Linked DNA regions of Triticum aestivum: region 2 is linked to region 1. Evidence: chromatin contacts called from public Hi-C data. All regions are on one chromosome and are shown on one strand. The core of a region is the stretch at or near the end of the contact, and the rest is flanking DNA. Distances in the headings are between cores, read along the strand shown.

The links. Hi-C and Micro-C count contacts between places; a contact is called where the count stands out from the background.
Region 2: a Hi-C map of leaf shows a contact between it and region 1, with 2.3 times the contacts expected there. The contact joins the enhancer-like site here to the promoter of LOC123169266 in region 1. A contact is called at or near these places in 2 of 5 Hi-C or Micro-C datasets (both in leaf).

The regions. Positions count from the first base shown.
Region 1 is chr7D:496,884,975-496,888,506 of IWGSC CS RefSeq v2.1, forward strand. LOC123169266 (auxin-responsive protein SAUR32) reads right to left here and starts at 1,283. Exons shown (of 1, transcript XM_044587098.1): 1 at 298-1,283. The coding sequence starts at 992. The coding sequence ends at 597.
Region 2 is chr7D:497,017,342-497,020,882 of IWGSC CS RefSeq v2.1, forward strand. No RefSeq gene overlaps it. Among protein-coding and RNA genes, the nearest start is that of LOC123169266, 130 kb to the left of the region's middle. Within about 2 kb of position 1,475, at least 2 of the 8 cell types and tissues checked have an H3K27ac peak or open chromatin away from gene starts, as enhancers often do. A contact at or near this core is called in leaf, where this site is marked.

The DNA.
Region 1 (3,532 bases), core at 33-2,532:
GGTCCCTAAAAGAATTGAAAGAAAATAGATCCTTTGCACGCTAGCTGGACAGTTTCAAATTATTATTTTTTGCTTGTCAAGGAGTTAATTGTGTCTAAACTTGGAGTACTCTCTTCGAAACCACTTAATGTTCTTCAAAAGTTTGTTCATTAATTCTTTGGCCCCGGCGTACGTGCGTATGGATGAACCATGATGAACAACACCCCAAAGAAAGATTCTTCTATGGAAAGAGAATACTACCAACCACACAGTCTGAAAGCCAAAGGCAATTCAGTAAAGGAAAGGGACAAGAGAACATCTGGTTAATCTATTATAGGCACTGAAATATCGGAAATATCTTCGATTTTCATCATCGTCGATGGATCATCACCACAAGCTGGAACGAAATCCGGATGATCCATCTGTGTTTCCAAGTTCCAACACGCCCGCCCGCAGACCCGAACACACTAGCTAGCACTCAACCCACGCATGATCCTTCGATCATCACATACCTGACCGCCTAATTAAACCAACTCTAATTAACAAAGCAACGAGACGAGGCCGGAGACGGCGTCTATCCGGCCGGCGAGGGCGCGCGAGATCCGCGTCGACGGATCTCACGCCCTGAAGCAGGCGGCGAGGTGGAAGTGGAGGTGGCCCGAGGAGGAGCCGTGGTGGTGGTGGCCGCCGGAGACGAGGCGGCCGGAGCCGGAGCCGCCGTGCCGCTGGCCGTCGATGATGGCCTGCACGCGGCGGAAGTTGTCGACGCCGCAGGGGATGGTGATGGCGCCCTGCTGCTGGAAGCCGTACTCCTCCTCGGCCTCCTTGAGTAGGCCCACGAAGAGCGGGTGCTTGAGGTAGCCCACCGGCACCACGAACCTCTCCTCCTCCTCCGCGCGGCCGCCCGGCCCCACCACGCGCACCGCCATGCACCCCTTGGGCGGCATCGACGACCCGCCGCTCGAGCCCCCCGCCGCCGACGAGTGCTGCTTCCTCAGCAGGCTCACGCCCATATATGTCGATCTATACGCCTACCCTGCACCAAGAAAGAAACGCTCTCTCGCTCGCTAGACCACGACGGCGACCGGCGTCCGACGGCGGGCGTCAGAGCGCGGGGCGGCGGCACGCTGGACGCTGCATGGTGGCCGTCAAGGAGGACCACGGGGGAGTGGCTAGCTAGGGTTGGTGGTGGTGCTTGGCCCGTTGGGGTTCCCGGTCTCGGCTACGGCGCCTGTGCCTGCCTCGATCTGCCCGTGCGTGCCCTGCGCTCGGTGCGTCTGGTCCGGGAGGGGGCGGGGGCGCGTGTGTATAAGAGGCGGGGGGCGCGGGCTGCTTTGTTTGTTGCCATCTGCCGCTCCCTTTTCCGTATTCCGTTTATCTTTCCACCAGGTATATCGAAAATCTTTTTTTTTTTGCAGGGAATATCGAAAATCTTTGCTCATAAATGTGGCACAGTACTGCAGTATCTGCGCGAAAATGATCTCGTGATTAATCCCCACGTTTATTGTTCAGCCATAATATGTTTATTTTTCCTGTTTTACGCCGATCTGGTATATTTAGGGCTTATTTAGTTGAGATTCGGTTCCCCTCTGAAATCTTATCTCGCCGTATTGCGCGCATTTATTTCTCAAGATAATTCTACACGTGACTATGGAAAAAGATTAGCGTATTCAAAAAGATTAGCGTTTTGAATACGCTTTTAATACGGGGACGGGAGAGGGGCATCTGATCCCCCGGGGTATAGCTAGGCAGGCTACTGTGTGTGTAGCAGCTGGCGGAATGCCGTGTGTTGCATAGACAGTCTTTTTGTGTGTGTGCGAGAGGGATCTCTAGTGCCGTGTGTCGCATAGTCTCTTGACACTTCGGTTGGTGATGCTACTGCTAGAGTAGAGCCTAGAGCTCGGTGGGCACTAAACACGGGCGCAGGTCGGTCCAGCCCGGTGAACAACTGTATACACCAGTACCTAGTGCGACAAAAACATGTACTACTATTTCCTCCGTTGTAAATTACTCCTTCCGTTACGAATTATAAGAAGTTCTACTTCGATTTAGTGTATATACAAAATGTATATAGACATATTTTAGTGTGTTTGTTCACTCATTTCAATTGCATATGTAGTCTATATTAAATATCTAGAACGTCTTATAATTCGAAACAAAGATGATATTTACAATCTAGGTTAGTTCTAAGTCAATTTTTTATATGTTTAAGCAAGTTTACTGACAAAAGAAACCAACATTTACAACGCCAAATTAGCTTCATTATGGCATCTCCAACGCCATTCTCTAAAGCAGACACACTATTCGTTTGCGGACTGGTTCGGATTGGTCTGTGAACTCGGATACAAGAGCCCGCCATCCAACAATATCCGCTCGTAATGTTTTTTTATCCGCAAAATTCAAAATAATGATAGAAAATAACACAATTCATCCATAAATAGCTTGCAAATATTCCTAGTATAACAATAGCTAAACAAGTGTAAATATTACATTCGAGATAACCAGATGTTCAGCAAGTTTTTCGAATCCATCGATTCCAAATTCAACGATACGCGAGTCATAATCGACAGATATCCTCCCATGCACCGTTGCCCTTAAGCTTCACCCAATAATGTTGAATGTAAATGGTTTGCTCTCGGTCCTGTAGTATAACACAACAATGTTAAACAATGAGTGAATCAATGAACTGATCAACATGTAGAGCAACAAGAAGCAAACATTACAATCTCCATGGTTGACGAGCCTGATGGGCACTTTGTCTCCACTTGTGCAACCACGCCGCAATACTTTATGAAGGCGTTAGAGATGGTGATCATCGATTGGCTAATGACTTCACATTACGATCATGGATCACGTGCATGCCGGAGGGCGCGAAGTGCTTTTCCTCAAGAAATGAAGCACGCTTGTTTTGTAAAAACACTGAGCCCCATTGCCTCATGCCTTCAAAGTCCGCATATATGACCTTCCACGCATCGCACAACAACTCATACTCCATCACCGAGTACCTCGTCATCGTGCTTACTCTAGAAAACAAAATGAAGTTCAACAAAAAACATTATTGCATTTGACCGAATACCTGTCGGGTGTGGTGTCCACCATGAACGACGTCGACAGGGGGCGGAGGGTTGCTGGATACAGACGGACCCTGGGTGGATGATGGCGTAGTCCAAGGCGGGCAGGCGCGTAGGTGGGGGCTATGAACGCCCGAGGATGTCTGGGCGATGGTCGGAGAGGTACATCTGCGACGCCGGATGATGGGAATGCAGATCATATCTTTAGCTCCTTGTGGGTCCGATACTCCATACTTATCACTTCATCACTGGAAAGTGATACGACAATTTCTTAAACACTTGGGGATTATCAAGCTCTTTTCTAGCGTCATTGCCGGGGAGCAATAACGCAGGGTGAATATTCTCGTGTGCGCTTATTTGCTTTATCACTAAGTACATTTTATTTTTTTATTCTTAGTTGTTTTCTATCTTTAATTATGGATAGTGTAGGATGAAAAGTATGTCTATAGAGGGGGGGGGTGATTAGACTACTTGACCAAATA
Region 2 (3,541 bases), core at 225-2,724, 130 kb after region 1:
AAAAGATAGCAGAACACTAGTATTTATATTTACACAAAAGGATACATGAATAAATAGAGTTCTAGATTTGACATTGGTGTTCACATTTTTCTGAATTTACTTCAGTCTATTAGGCGATGTTCGTTCAGTGAACGGATGTGTTTCCGTCGACCACAAGACGTCTGTGATGACTTTGTCAATCTCAATATGTCATGCTGGCTCGGTATGTCGGTGATGTTCATAGCGGTAAGGTATGCGTGCCTGCATGCATTCATAGAAATTATTGTATATATGTGTATGTGGGCATCTGCGATCATACTGTGTTCAAAAAAACGAAGAATAAAAAATACAATCAAGGCTGAATGATCCTCAGACGCGTCCGTCGCCCGCCTTTGACACCGCTGTAGCAGTCATAAAAACAATGTGACGGATCACCTCATTATCCAAGCCAGACGGTGCTCTATCGGTGATACGCATCTTTTCGGACCTCTATCCATTTGCCCTTCCCCGCACGTGTTTGTCGAAAAGAAAACGCACGCTTGCCAGAAACGTATCGTACGTCACCGTACATCAAACGCATGCGCGCCGAGGGTGCATGCGGTGCACTCGCGCCCGGGGCGGTGGCTAGCTACGCGGCGGCACCCTCCGCGGACGCGGATCGAGGAGGGCGATGTGAGCCCGCAATTCACGCAGAGTGAAAAAATAAGCCCCATTCAGTTGGCTCCCCCTCCACGCGTAGATGATTTCCGTGGTTCGGCCGTCCGTAAGTGTAGCATCGCTGCTTCTAGAGGTTACTTAGTCTAGCCTCTCGAGTCGACTGACAAAATCTACAGGAATAGGAGCGCGTGTGAGGAGCTAGGCATGACAAACTGGTGGTTGGAGCGCGCACAAGGGTCAAGCGGCGCTGGAAAATACGAGCGTCGACCGTCTTGCGTTGCTTGTGTGGGTACGTATATATTAATACAAAATTGGATCATCTATTTTGAAGGAGGGAGTATATCGGACGTGTCTTGTTCTAGCCGCTCGTCCTCCTTGTCCTTTGCTCCTCGCCAGAATCTTCGGCCCTAGCCTCTATCTCTCTATCAATCTATCCATCCATCTGATAAAGGAGGTAGTCGATACCTACCGGTGCTCTGGCATCCTACGTATACTACGGTGTACGTGTAGCGGGCACGTAAAGAGAGCTCGATAGAGACGAGATCAGTTGGGAGCCAGATAGCTATGACTCCAAAGCCCGGCCGCTTAGACGACGCAACCCTTACTTGTCCGAGCGCGACGTGTACGAGCCTACGAGATTAGCGCTAACAAGTGCAAGATTGCTCGAGTCACGACCGACTCAAAAGCGCTAACGAGTGCAAGATTGCTCGAGTCACGACCGACTCATCAGTTTCGTAAGAGACGAACGCGCTCGCTGGCCACGTTCCTGATCCACCTACCGCCCAGAGCTGACCACGGGAGCCCGGCCAATTTCCCGCACGAAACCCGGCGGGGCGGGTGACCGAAGCGTGCCGCTTGCCTCGGCGGCACAGGCGTACAGCCGTCCAGGCTCCGGAGCGGGGGCAATGCACACATGGCGTGCGTGCTCCGTGGTTCCTGGATAAAACGCACGCGGGCGAAAGGGCCGGAGGATTCACGCCGAACAACCGGGAAACTCTCGCGGGCGGGCGGGCTGGCCGGGCGCATGTACACCTGTTGAGCAGCGATGCTACACTTACGGACGGCCGAACCACGGAAATCAACTACTCGTGGAGGGGGAGCCAACTGATTGGGGCTTATTTTTTCACTCTGCGTGAATTGCGGGCTCACATCGCTGTCTCATTCTGCCACATCAGAGCGTAGCCAGCTTTCCGTGGAAGTTGCGCGTAAGCGTACCATTGCTGCCTCTAGAAGCTCATCTTTTGTCAATTATTGCTTCAGAATATCAATGTCTGAAGGTACATAGCTCTTGCATGCATGCATGAGCCCGTGTGGGCCAGCAGAAAATAGTTCTATAATAACCTGCGCCGCTACTCCTACAACGGCAGTACTTACTATTTTATATGAATTGACCCGTGAAAATGTTAGTGATCAGGCTAGTGCTATTCAGATAGGCTGAATATACTATCCAACTGTCGGCCCGACCGGCTCGCTTGAATTATTAAAGCAGAGTACGTACAAGGGAAGGACAAGCAGAATCCTGGACGGTGCTACAGTAGAGGGCAGGGCAACAAGCACACCAAGAACCATCATCAAGTATGGTCTGCGGTCACTCACTCGCGATCGCTTTGCTTTGCTTTGGTTCCAATAATTCAGCCAAAGCTAGGCGGAAAAAGATACAAAGCAGCGGCTCAGGTTTTTGCTGGTGGTTGAAGATGTGCTCTGCTGTGCTTGCTGGTCAAACATCCAGCACCTCCGGACTCCTCATGCGCTCCTCTAAAACTATCATTGCAACGGAAGATGGTTAATTAACAGAAGGAGAAAAATAGGTATATTCTATCCCTGAAAGAGACCTTGGAACTGTGTCCGGTAAAAAAGTATAGTGACTCCGGTTGTTGGAAGGTTCTGTTGTCAACTCGCACCTCGTTCCTTTGCTAAATTTGTTAAGAACAGAAAGTTCAGCAAATACGTACAGAGACCAAGATGTTTTTCTCTTCGGTATATTAGCGCAACTCTAACCGATCCCTAAAAATAAAGGAGGATACGGAGGAGTAACCCTTAGTGGAGTATTTTTACTCCACTGAGATTTGGTCGGAACTAACTGATCATGAGGAGTCCGGAGGTGCTGGATGTTTGAAGTATACATTGCAACTACATATAACGGAGTAAATTTTTGTTTTTGCTAACTTTGCAATTCTAGTATACATTGCAACTACATATTAGCGCATATATAGAAACTAAAACATAATATGAATGTTCAAGCTAATCACGAATATAGTTTACACACCGAATTTAAAGTTTACAAACTGAATTATTCAAATTTGAACACATCGAATGGTCCAAATGTAGCAGAAAATATTAGAGTATCGGTTAGGTGCGCGCTAGAGGAGTAGAACCGACACTTTTACTCCTCTAACGCCGGATAGGGGATCGGTTAGAAATGCCCTTAAGATGGTCGAAAGTATGGTGTTGTTTGCCTTGCTGATAACTATGGCTAAGAAAAATCTGACGAGAAGAGACATCAAGTTTTTCTCCATCAATGGTACCATTAGATCCGACATCAAAATTAGTCTTACAAACAAAGTAGAGGGTTTCAATCTTTTGCTTACATATTATAGATACGAAAACTATGGGTTAAAGCCGCATGTTTGAACTATGCAAATCAAAACTTGTAATATTTTAGAACGGTGTCATCTACTATTTTAGAACGGATGGAGTATGGTTGAAGATGCAAAATTCATCAGTGATAAGCCTCCTAGCTGTGTTTCTGTTCTAGAAACCGACGTCCACGTGCTAAAAAAAAACCGAGGGAATAATCCTGGGGCTTAATTTGGAAGATTGCAGAGAGGTTGCGGTCAGATAACACGAAGGGAGGAGCGATCGAGCTCATAATGAGAAGGACTAAGCATGGAATGAGACCTGGCCA